Regions from separate parts of the Mus musculus genome. Here regions 1 and 2 are each linked to region 3. The links are chromatin contacts, called in public HiChIP or PLAC-seq maps. All regions are on one chromosome and are shown on one strand. The core of a region is the stretch at or near the end of the contact, and the rest is flanking DNA. Distances in the headings are between cores, read along the strand shown. Region 1 overlaps Zdhhc20 (zinc finger, DHHC domain containing 20). Region 2 overlaps Zdhhc20 (zinc finger, DHHC domain containing 20). Region 3 holds the start of Xpo4 (exportin 4).

Region 1 (2,863 bases), core at 200-2,699, 200 kb before region 3:
CTGTTTTTTTTTTTTTTCATTGAGGCATTTGGAAAGACAAACATGGGGCTCTCTGCCAGGGGTTTCACTGTAACTTGAGCATAGCAACCTTGTAAAAATTAAATTCTCTAGAACTTAGCTATGGTCAGAGAAGCTGCTTTTTGTATAGGGTGGTAGCAGTTACTGCAGAGACTCATAACTGGTCGAAATGCTGAGAAGAAATGATTTGTTGAGCGCTCATCTCTAAGTAGGGGCATCTGCATCACTCCCTCTATGGCTCAGGAGCACTGGGGGAAGAACAGGTGAAACAAATCTTGAGAGTGGAGGGAGCTGGACATGGTGCTGCATGCCTGTAGTCTCAGCATGTGGCAGGAGAGGCAGGAGTTCAAGGCTAGCCTGATCTGCAGCTCCAGTTCCAGGACAGCCATGGCTACACAAGAGAAACAAAGAAGGAAAAAGCAGCCTGGGGGGAAGGCTCAGCTGGTAAAGTGCTTGAGTAAAACTTGAATTCAGATCCTTAGCATATAAACTGAATATATACACATCACATTTGTATCTCCAGCACTGGTGCAGCAAAGGCAGGCGCCTGATTCATGGAAGCTTATTGGCTAACCATCCCAGCAAAAAAAAACGATGGGCTGAGTCCAGTAAGAGACTCTGCCTCAAAAAGTAGAGTGAAGAGTGATTGAGAAAAACACCTAGCACTGATCTCTGTCCTCTACACATGTGCACATACACCCACAAACAGAGCATTAGCAGACTTGTGCATACACCCACCTTGAGCACATATATATATATACACCATATATATACATGTTTACATATACATAAACATGCAAGTAGAGAAGAAAGACACTTGGCAGTAACTTACATTTATTTATAAATGTTTCATATTTACTTAGTTATATGTACTTATTTATATACATAGTTGCATAATTATTTTAATTTTACTTACATAATTGTTATAAAAAAGTTTGGTGTTACTAGGCAATCATTCTACCACCAAGCCATATTTCTCAGCCCTCAACATTTTTTTTAAACTGTGATTTATTAAGGATTTAAATTTCACCTGTAAAAGGCAAAGGTGCAAAAATCGTGGAGTTCCTGTGCTAAGCCGTCCTTAGTAGGAAGTGCTAATACTTTTCATCTGTAGGGTTTTTTGTTAAAGTGTACACGAAGTTAAGTTCGAAGTTTGTTTTGTTTTCATGTTTTTATTTGGGAGTCCTCCCCCTATTGCAGGTAAAACTTTTTCAAAGCACACTAGGTAAGAAGTACAAATGTAGTCGTTGTCTTTCTCCATCTAGTTCTACTTGTCAAACTCTGAGAAGGAGCGTTATGAGAAGGAGTTCAGCCAAGAAAGACAGCAAGACATTTTGAGAAGAGCGGCAAGAGACCTGCCTATCTACACCACATCAGCTTCAAAGGGTAAGAGAAGCAGGCTGGACTTTGAAAGGAGTTTTAAATGTGCATGTTTCTATTAGGATAGATCTGCTTGACTTGACTGACCACAATTTCCTGTTGACTGCATCTTGTGTGGTATTTCAGATGTAAGGCAACTTCTCAAAGGGGTTCAATGTGAATCTGGGTTTAGTTTGTCTTGTTGCCTGTTTTCACTCTAACACTCAGCCTTCTCTGCTAGAGCTTTCAAATCCTGTTCCTACTACACTGCCGTTTGAAAGTTCTGATTTAAATTTAACTATTGTATGTCAGTGTATAAATAAGAAATCAAGAAAGTGTGAAATATGGGGAGAAGTAAAGACAATGGGGAGAAAATTTACCAAGATACGAGTTTTGAGGCCAAGCTATGAACTCTGCTGGCTAGTTTTATGTCAACATGACACAAACTAGAATCATCAGAAAGGAGGGAACTTCAACTGAGAAAATGAGGTCAGGCAAGCCTGTAGAGCATTTTCTTAATTAGTGGTGGACGAGGAACCTAGCCCATTGTGAGTGGTTCCATTCCTAGGCTGATGGTCCTCGGTTCTATAAAAAAAAGCAGGTGGAGCAAGCCGGTAAGCAGCACCCTTACATGGCCTCTACATCAGTTCCTGCCTCCGGGTTCTAGCCATACTTGCGTTCCTGCCCTGACATCCTTCAGTGAACAGCGATGTGGAAGTGTAATCCAGATCCTTTCCTTCTGGCCTTGTGTTGATCAGGTGTTTCGTTACAGCAGTAGCAATCCTAACAAGCCCCATTCATTTTCCTGGTTCTAGCCTGCCTGTTTCCTCTGGGACACTGCCCCTCAGGGTCGATGAGACATTCTTCCCTTTACTTTGGTTTAACTCTCTGATAGAGAGGAGTCAGAGATGCTGTTGAGCTGGTCACTTTCTATACTAGAGGGAATTGTTTAAGTTATATAACTTGTTAATTGGTTCAGACAAGATAGTACCAGATTAATGGTTCCTTTGTGCTGAGGTGTACAGAACTCATTGAAGTTCACAATAACCCCATGGGGTAGATATTGTAGTCCCATGTGTACACGGGAAAGTAAGATACAGACCTGGGATAATCTTGTCACCATAATGAGGACCAGCCCAGGAAGCTGAGAGACCAGTGAAAAGCAGCAGAGGAACCAGAACCTAGGTTGGGAGTTATTGCCAGACTTCCTGACAGAAGCATGGGCTAGCCTTAAACTCCGATCCTCCTGCCTCGGCCACTGGAGGGCTGGGATGGAGTCAGGCATATTGCAGGCATTTGAGTGCAGTTATAAACATCTATATGGCCATTTATAGCATGCTAGCAGACTGCAGGAAAACCAACTGTGATCGCTCTGGGGGAGTCCTTGTACTGTGTGACTCAGGATGGCAGTAGATAATGTCAATGGACACAGGTTGAATTACTTGTTCAAGATCATCACAAGGCTGTATGTGAAGAAACAGGAATT
Region 2 (3,101 bases), core at 378-2,877, 180 kb before region 3:
ATATAATTAAAATTTGCTCTACAATTGGCAAGATAGACTATTTACTGTGTTTTAAATGTGTAGTGGTTTCTCTGGGGAAAAAAGAGAGGTATCAGAATAATGCAAGATTGTGGGGGAAATGATGTTCAGTGATGCAGCTTTTGAGGCCACAGATTCAATCTCCAACACACACACACACACTAACAGATTTTCAGTTAAGTCTGTGTGTAGTGTGTTATGTGTGTGGTATATGCACATGAGTGTGCAGGTGCTCACACATGTGGGAGGACATATTGGATGTCTTCCATTTGCACTTTAGTGCCTTGAGTCAGGGCCTCCCACTGAAGCAGAAGCTCTCTGACTAGGGAGCTTTCTTGGTCTGCCTCTCTCCGACCTTTACATGGGTGTGAGTAGCCATTCCCACTACTTATGTGAGTGCTTCCAGAAAAAATACCTATACCCTCCTAGCTTTCTAACTCCTTTGTTAAACACTTTTTGTTTTAAATTAAAAATTTTAAATTATAGTTGTGCGTATGATGTGTGTACATGCATGCAGGCACACGTGTGGAGGTAAGAGGTTACGTTTGGAAGCCAGTTCTCCTTTAAACATGGGTTCTAGAGATAGAATTTGGGATGTTGGGCTTGAACAAGCATATTTTAACCTCTTGAGCCTTCTTGCTGCCCCTTTGGTCAGAAATTAAAAAAAATAAAACGGCTCACGTGCGTGAGTGAATTCCATAGACAGGTTTTTTGTTTGTTTGTTTTGTTTTTTTCGAGACAGGGTTTCCCTGTGTAGCCCTGGCTGTCCTGGAACTCACTCTGTAGACCAGGCTGGCCCGGAACTCAGAAATCCACCTGCCTCTGCCTCCCAAGTGCTGGGATTAAAGGTGTGCACCACCACACCCAGCCCATAGACAGATCTTTTGAGCTAGAGTTGTAAGTAGTTGTGGACCATTGAGGTAGGTGCTGAGAACCTCTGGAAAAGCAGCCAGAACTCTTTTTTTTTTTTTTTTCTTTTTTAAGATTTATTTATTCATATGAGTACACACCATTGCTCTCTCGACACACCAGAAGAGGGCATCAGATCCATTACAGATGATTGTGAGCCACCATGTGGCTGCTGGGAATTGTACTCAAGACCTCTGGAAGAGCACAGTCAGAGCCCCCCCCCTTTTTTTTTTCTTAAAAAGAAGTCATCTCTCCAGTCTGTTGTAGTTACCCTCAACCCCGCCCCCTTTTTGAGATAGGGTCTCTCTCCTTGTACTCCTGGCTATCCTAATATGTAGATCAGGATACATTCCAAAGTGCCTCAGACTCACAGAAGTTGTCCTGCCTCTGCCTCCCAAGTGCTGGCATTAAAGGTATGTGGTACCATACCTAGCCCATTAACTAGTTTTTAAATTAAGTAGGGCGACCTGTTGTGAAAGCCTAGGAGACCTGCCAATACAGTTTTTGTTGTAGTATGCCTCGGCCTACATGAACCGGGTATTTCTGGAAGGCAGGCTGGGGCTGAAAGAGACTAGACTGTGAGAGAAATAATACGGCCAAGACAAGTTTTCTCTGATCAAGGCCCGAGAGTTTACTAAGAGACTGTGCTTAAAAGGGGGAAGGTCCCCCGCGCCCGCCCCGAGTCCTTGGTGCTTTGTCGCCATGCTGTTGCTTATTCAGGAATGTCTCAGGAAGACAGGTTCAGCCTCTCTGAGGGTAGCAGCATCTTGAAGAAGAGCAGGGCAGTTGTCACTTCAAAAGAAGCCAGCCAAGTCGGAAAGCTGCACTGCAGGTGGCCCCACCTCAGTGGCAACAAGGTCTGTACCAGACCGCTTCAGGCTGGGGGAGGCTACAGGTTTTGAGACAGTCTCGTGTGTCCCAAGATGACCTTGAATTTACTGTACAGTCAAAGAAGACCTTGAACTTCTGGTCCTCCTGCTTCTTTTTTTTTTTTTTTTTTGGTGTTTTTTGAGACAGGGTTTCTTTGTGTAGCCTGCCTCTGCCTCCCAAGTGCTGGGATTAAAGGTGTGTCCCACCACGCCCGGCTGGTCCTCCTGCTTCTTATTCTTGAGTACTAGAACTACAGGGATGCACCACCATGTCCAGTTTCCTGTCTTGCTAGGGGCTGAACCTAGGACTCCATGAATACTAGGCAAACATTTTTTTCTGACTGAACCATACCTCCAGCCCTTTTATGGTTTTATTTTAAGAGCAAATATTTGAAGGCTTCTTCCTAGCCATATTTCTGTAAGAAGGAATGACAGAAACTGTTCATTCTTCAATACCTTATGGCAACTCTTACAAATGACAGTTACCTACACAGACTCCCGAGAAAAAGAAACAAGGTTGAGAAGGTGGGCATCAGCACATCTAAGAACAGGGGCAGCTTGGAGGAGAGACACGCAGAAGTAGAACTGAATATATCACATTCCACTTGTTTTTAATGCATATATAATAAAGGAAATGGAAGTACTCATGTTCCTCTGGATGTTGAGGGAAATCTGAATATGTATATAGGGTGTCAAAAAAAATTGCTAGGGAAAGAGTCCATCTTCTCATTTTATGGCTGAATTATTAGGTGTTTAATGACTTTAAATTATTTATTTACTTATTTACTTTATATTAATAAATAAATATGTGTATGGGTGGATATTTGCCTGCCTTTATATCTGTGTACCATGTAAGTACATGCCTGGTGCCCCCAGAGGTCAGAAGAGGGTGTTGGATCTCCTAGGACTGGAATTGCAGACAGTGGTAAGATGCCATGTAGTGCTGGGAAGAACAGTCAGTGCTCTTAACCCTGAGCTGTCTCTCCAGCCCCTAGGGACAGTTTATAAATTACTGGAGTGTTTATGGGCTCAGCCTGCTATGATGGACCCATTGTTTGCTTCTGTAGTCATTGTTTCAGAAAACATGGTCTTATTTTATTACTCTTCAGGTATGACTTTTTTTTTCTTTTTTTTTTTTTTTTTTGGCGGAATCAGTCTTTATGAAGAACCAGAATAAGTTGCACTTTAGAGATTCAGTATCCTTACAATTAACCCTTCTTTCTTCTTTCCTCAGAATGAACCAACAGTTTTAAATTTCCCCAGCGCAAAGTTCCACGTACTGTTCCTTTTTTTTGTGTCTGCAAT
Region 3 (3,076 bases), core at 221-2,720:
TTAGGTCCTCAGGCTAGTACTGAAAGTTCTTTTATCTGCTGAGCCATTTGGCTGGCCCCTGTTCACACAAATCTCAACAGGAAAACCACCATTAACAGCACTTCAACTAATTTTGTCATCTGGTAATGAAATGAAAGACACTTTTATTTCTCAAGCAAAAAAAAAAAAATCTCATTAATTTACTTCTCAAAAATAGTAGAGAAGTCAAAAAAATCCAAACAAACAAACAAAAAACCGATTGGCCATGCCTTTAATCCCAGCACTGAGGAGGCAGAGGGCAGGTGGATCTTTGTGTTTGAGGCTGGCCTGGTCTACAGCGTGAATAGAAAAATCCTGTTAAAAACACAAGAAAAGGGGCTGGAAAGATGGCTCAGCGGTTAAGAGCACTGACTGCTCTTCTGAAGGTCCTGAGTTCAAATCCCAGCAACCACATCGAGGCTCACAACCATCCATAGTGAGATCTGATGCCCTCTTCTGTGGAGTCTGAAGTCAGCTACAGTGTATTTACATATAAAATAAATAAATAAAGGCACTGAGAGTGGGTGGGGTGAAGAGAAGAATTTACATTTGTTTCAATAGAAACAATAGTAATAGAGAGATAGCTTAGTGGTTAAAAGCACTGGCTGCAATTCCAGAGGACTCAGGTTCAGTTCCAGCACCCTTACAATCATCAGTAACTCCAGTTGCTGGGGATTTGACACTCTCACACAGACATACATGCACACAAAACAATGCACATAAAATAAAAAATAAATCATTTAAAAATTAATGCAATTCTATTTCGAAGACACAAAACCTCAAAGGGGCGGAGGGCAGACTTACAAATCTCTGGGAAAACCAGGAAGTCTACAGAAGGAACTCAAAAACGTGGATTTTCCCCAGAAAGCAGAACAGGCAGTCAACAAAACTCAGAAAATGGAGCTGTCAGGTCGAAACATACAAATACTTCAACTAGACCACCTTTTGAACATTGAACTAGCTGATGTCGGGATCACTTTCCTGGACGTAGACTTTGAAAAACAAAACCTTAAAGAACCGGAGAGAAGACAGCGCGTTGAAGTTACTGTAACGCACCTTTCCTCGCAGATTCTGTACTTAGCATTGCTATTATAAACTCCTGAAGTCCAAAGCTGGCGGCAGCTGAGCCCTTACTGACTTCAGGAAGCCAAGTGGTTAGGGAGAGGGTTTCAAAAATCAAGAAAACCAAGCATTTCGTCCACGGATGCCCTTTTCTCACAGCGGAATGAACCGCGGAGCGGGAGGCATGAATTCTGGGCGTAGACGCACCCTTAGGAGAGCGCTTCCAAGGCTAAGAGATCCTGCTCCACACCGGACAGCCTATGGGAGCGAGAGGAAGCTCCCGCACGGGCAGGACACCCAAACCTTAACCCGCAGCTAACGGGCTGCGCGGCTCCGGTCCAGGACCTCGCGGCCCGCACCCAGCAGGGAACCACGCATGCGCAGGCCCCAGACCCGCGCGGGATGCCCGGCCGCGGCTGACAGAGCCAACCGCTCGGCCTCGCCCGGTGCCGGCTGCCGCCGCCCTCCTCCCAGCGCCGCGACCGGGCTCACGCTTGTCTCCTTCCAGCTGCTCAGGAATCGGCGGTCCCGTCAGGCCGCTGGGGGCGCGACGCCGACGGCTGCTGCGACAGCCCGGGAGGCGCGAGAGGCGCCGGGGTCGCGGCGGCGATTGGCCGGCCGCGGCGCCTGCTCCCAGAATGCAGCGCATGGCGCGTCATTGAAGAGAGACCATGATGGCGGCGGCGCTGGGGCCCCCAGAAGTGATCGCTCAGCTGGAGAACGCGGCCAAAGTTCTGATGGTGAGGACGCCGGGTCCGGAGAAACGGGGGATTAGTGGGACTCCGGCTGGCTCTCCCTGGTCAGGCCTGCTGTCCGCTGGGTTGGTGGCCAGGAAGGGCCTTGGGATGAACCCTGAAGTGGAGGTGGTGGTGGCGTGGCGCAGGATTCTCCATCCTACTTTCCTCTTGCCTTGGTTCTTTACTTTCTAGTGCTGTCTCCTTCCCTGACCGCCTTGTTCCTCCGCCTGGCACTGGGGTGTAGTGGTGTAAGATGGAGAGTTTCCTGTGCCGCCAGCTTCGCTCCATACCTCGCTAGGCAGACTGGGTAGCAGAGCAAGGCACAGGGTGAACCCCGCAGGACTTGGGTTAGGGAACATTCTTGGGACTGTGTGCATGACGCTGGGGAGTTGATCCTGTTAGGAGAGGGATGGCATAGTCTGGGTGCTGTTAGCAACCCTCGTTCTCTTGTGGATCGGGTCCCCTAGCTCTTTGCCTGACATGCAGACTGTTCTGGGTAACCGCAGCAGGCGGCACGTGGACGGACCGGCCGGAGGGAGAGAGGCTAATCTTTAGGACCAAGGTCGTTGGGGCAAAACTTGGTTCAAGACCTACTCTTTGTGGGTTTCGCGTTTTGGAAAACTGACTCTGTGGCAGGTTCCCAGGTACTTATTAGCTGAAGTCTAACAACTACCACGAAATAGTTTGGTGAGGGTGTTTGAGCAGGACGAGTCGGTATTATAAACAGGATTTCACATAGGGAGCAAAAGTAAGGAGAAGGATACTGTTTCGTTACTTAGTAAACTGTGTGTCTTATGCTTGCTGGCTCAGCCTGATTTCTTTCTTTCGTTCTTTGTAAATTATGACGATTGCATTTGTAGGGTTTTTTGTTTTGTTTTTAAAATTAGATGTCCATTTTATTACTTGAAATGATTTAGACATTTTAACAACTAAATGCAGCTAGATTTCTTTTTTACCCTACTTTAAGGTTACTGTCAAGGATTCTGTTGGAGCATCCTATTTAAGGATATTTTAGTTAAGGCCTGGAGAGACTGCTCAGTAGTTAAGAGCACGTGTTGCTTTTCCAGAGGACCTGAGCAGGTTCCCAGGTCAGGTAGTCAGTAGTTACCAATTGTAACTCCATTAAGTTTTGTCTTCACATACAATATAAGATGCTTTGGCTTTTAGAAAGTGAGAAGAGGGCCTAGAGAGATGGCAGCTCAGGGATTAAGATCACTTGTTGCTTTAGCAGAGGACCCTGCTCAGAACCCATGGTGATT

The links. HiChIP or PLAC-seq counts read pairs in DNA pulled down with a chosen protein or histone mark.
Region 1: an H3K4me3 HiChIP or PLAC-seq map of the SCID.adh cell line shows a contact between it and region 3, with 11 read pairs. The contact joins the enhancer-like site here to the promoter of Xpo4 in region 3. A contact is called at or near these places in 6 of 39 promoter capture datasets (HPC-7-derived erythroid cells, embryonic stem cells, epiblast stem cells and 3 more), 2 of 484 Hi-C or Micro-C datasets (cerebral cortex and nephron progenitors), 15 of 115 datasets of contacts at active chromatin or transcription factors (the 230-238 cell line, the NIH/3T3 cell line, the SCID.adh cell line and 7 more) and 3 of 9 other capture datasets (adipose tissue, embryonic stem cells and liver).
Region 2: a contact with region 3 is called in an H3K4me3 HiChIP or PLAC-seq map of embryonic stem cells, with 17 read pairs. The contact joins the enhancer-like site here to the promoter of Xpo4 in region 3. A contact is called at or near these places in 6 of 39 promoter capture datasets (the C10 cell line, HPC-7-derived erythroid cells, embryonic stem cells and 2 more), 3 of 484 Hi-C or Micro-C datasets (bone marrow-derived macrophages, granulocyte-monocyte progenitors and nephron progenitors), 11 of 115 datasets of contacts at active chromatin or transcription factors (the 230-238 cell line, the NIH/3T3 cell line, the SCID.adh cell line and 6 more) and 3 of 9 other capture datasets (adipose tissue, liver and pancreatic islet).

The regions. Positions count from the first base shown.
Region 1 is chr14:57,864,062-57,866,924 of GRCm38.p6, reverse strand. It overlaps Zdhhc20 (zinc finger, DHHC domain containing 20), which reads left to right. Exons shown (of 13, transcript NM_029492.5): 4 at 1,284-1,404. Among named protein-coding and RNA genes, the nearest start is that of Zdhhc20, 25 kb to the left of the region's middle. Within about 2 kb of position 1,449, at least 31 of the 459 cell types and tissues checked have an H3K27ac peak or open chromatin away from gene starts, as enhancers often do. A contact at or near this core is called in the SCID.adh cell line and bone marrow-derived macrophages, where this site is marked.
Region 2 is chr14:57,846,992-57,850,092 of GRCm38.p6, reverse strand. It overlaps Zdhhc20 (zinc finger, DHHC domain containing 20), which reads left to right. Exons shown (of 13, transcript NM_029492.5): 8 at 3,031-3,101. Among named protein-coding and RNA genes, the nearest start is that of Mrpl57, 22 kb to the right of the region's middle. Within about 2 kb of position 1,627, at least 8 of the 459 cell types and tissues checked have an H3K27ac peak or open chromatin away from gene starts, as enhancers often do. A contact at or near this core is called in embryonic stem cells, where this site is marked.
Region 3 is chr14:57,663,632-57,666,707 of GRCm38.p6, reverse strand. Xpo4 (exportin 4) reads left to right here and starts at 1,470. Exons shown (of 23, transcript NM_020506.2): 1 at 1,470-1,820. The coding sequence starts at 1,752.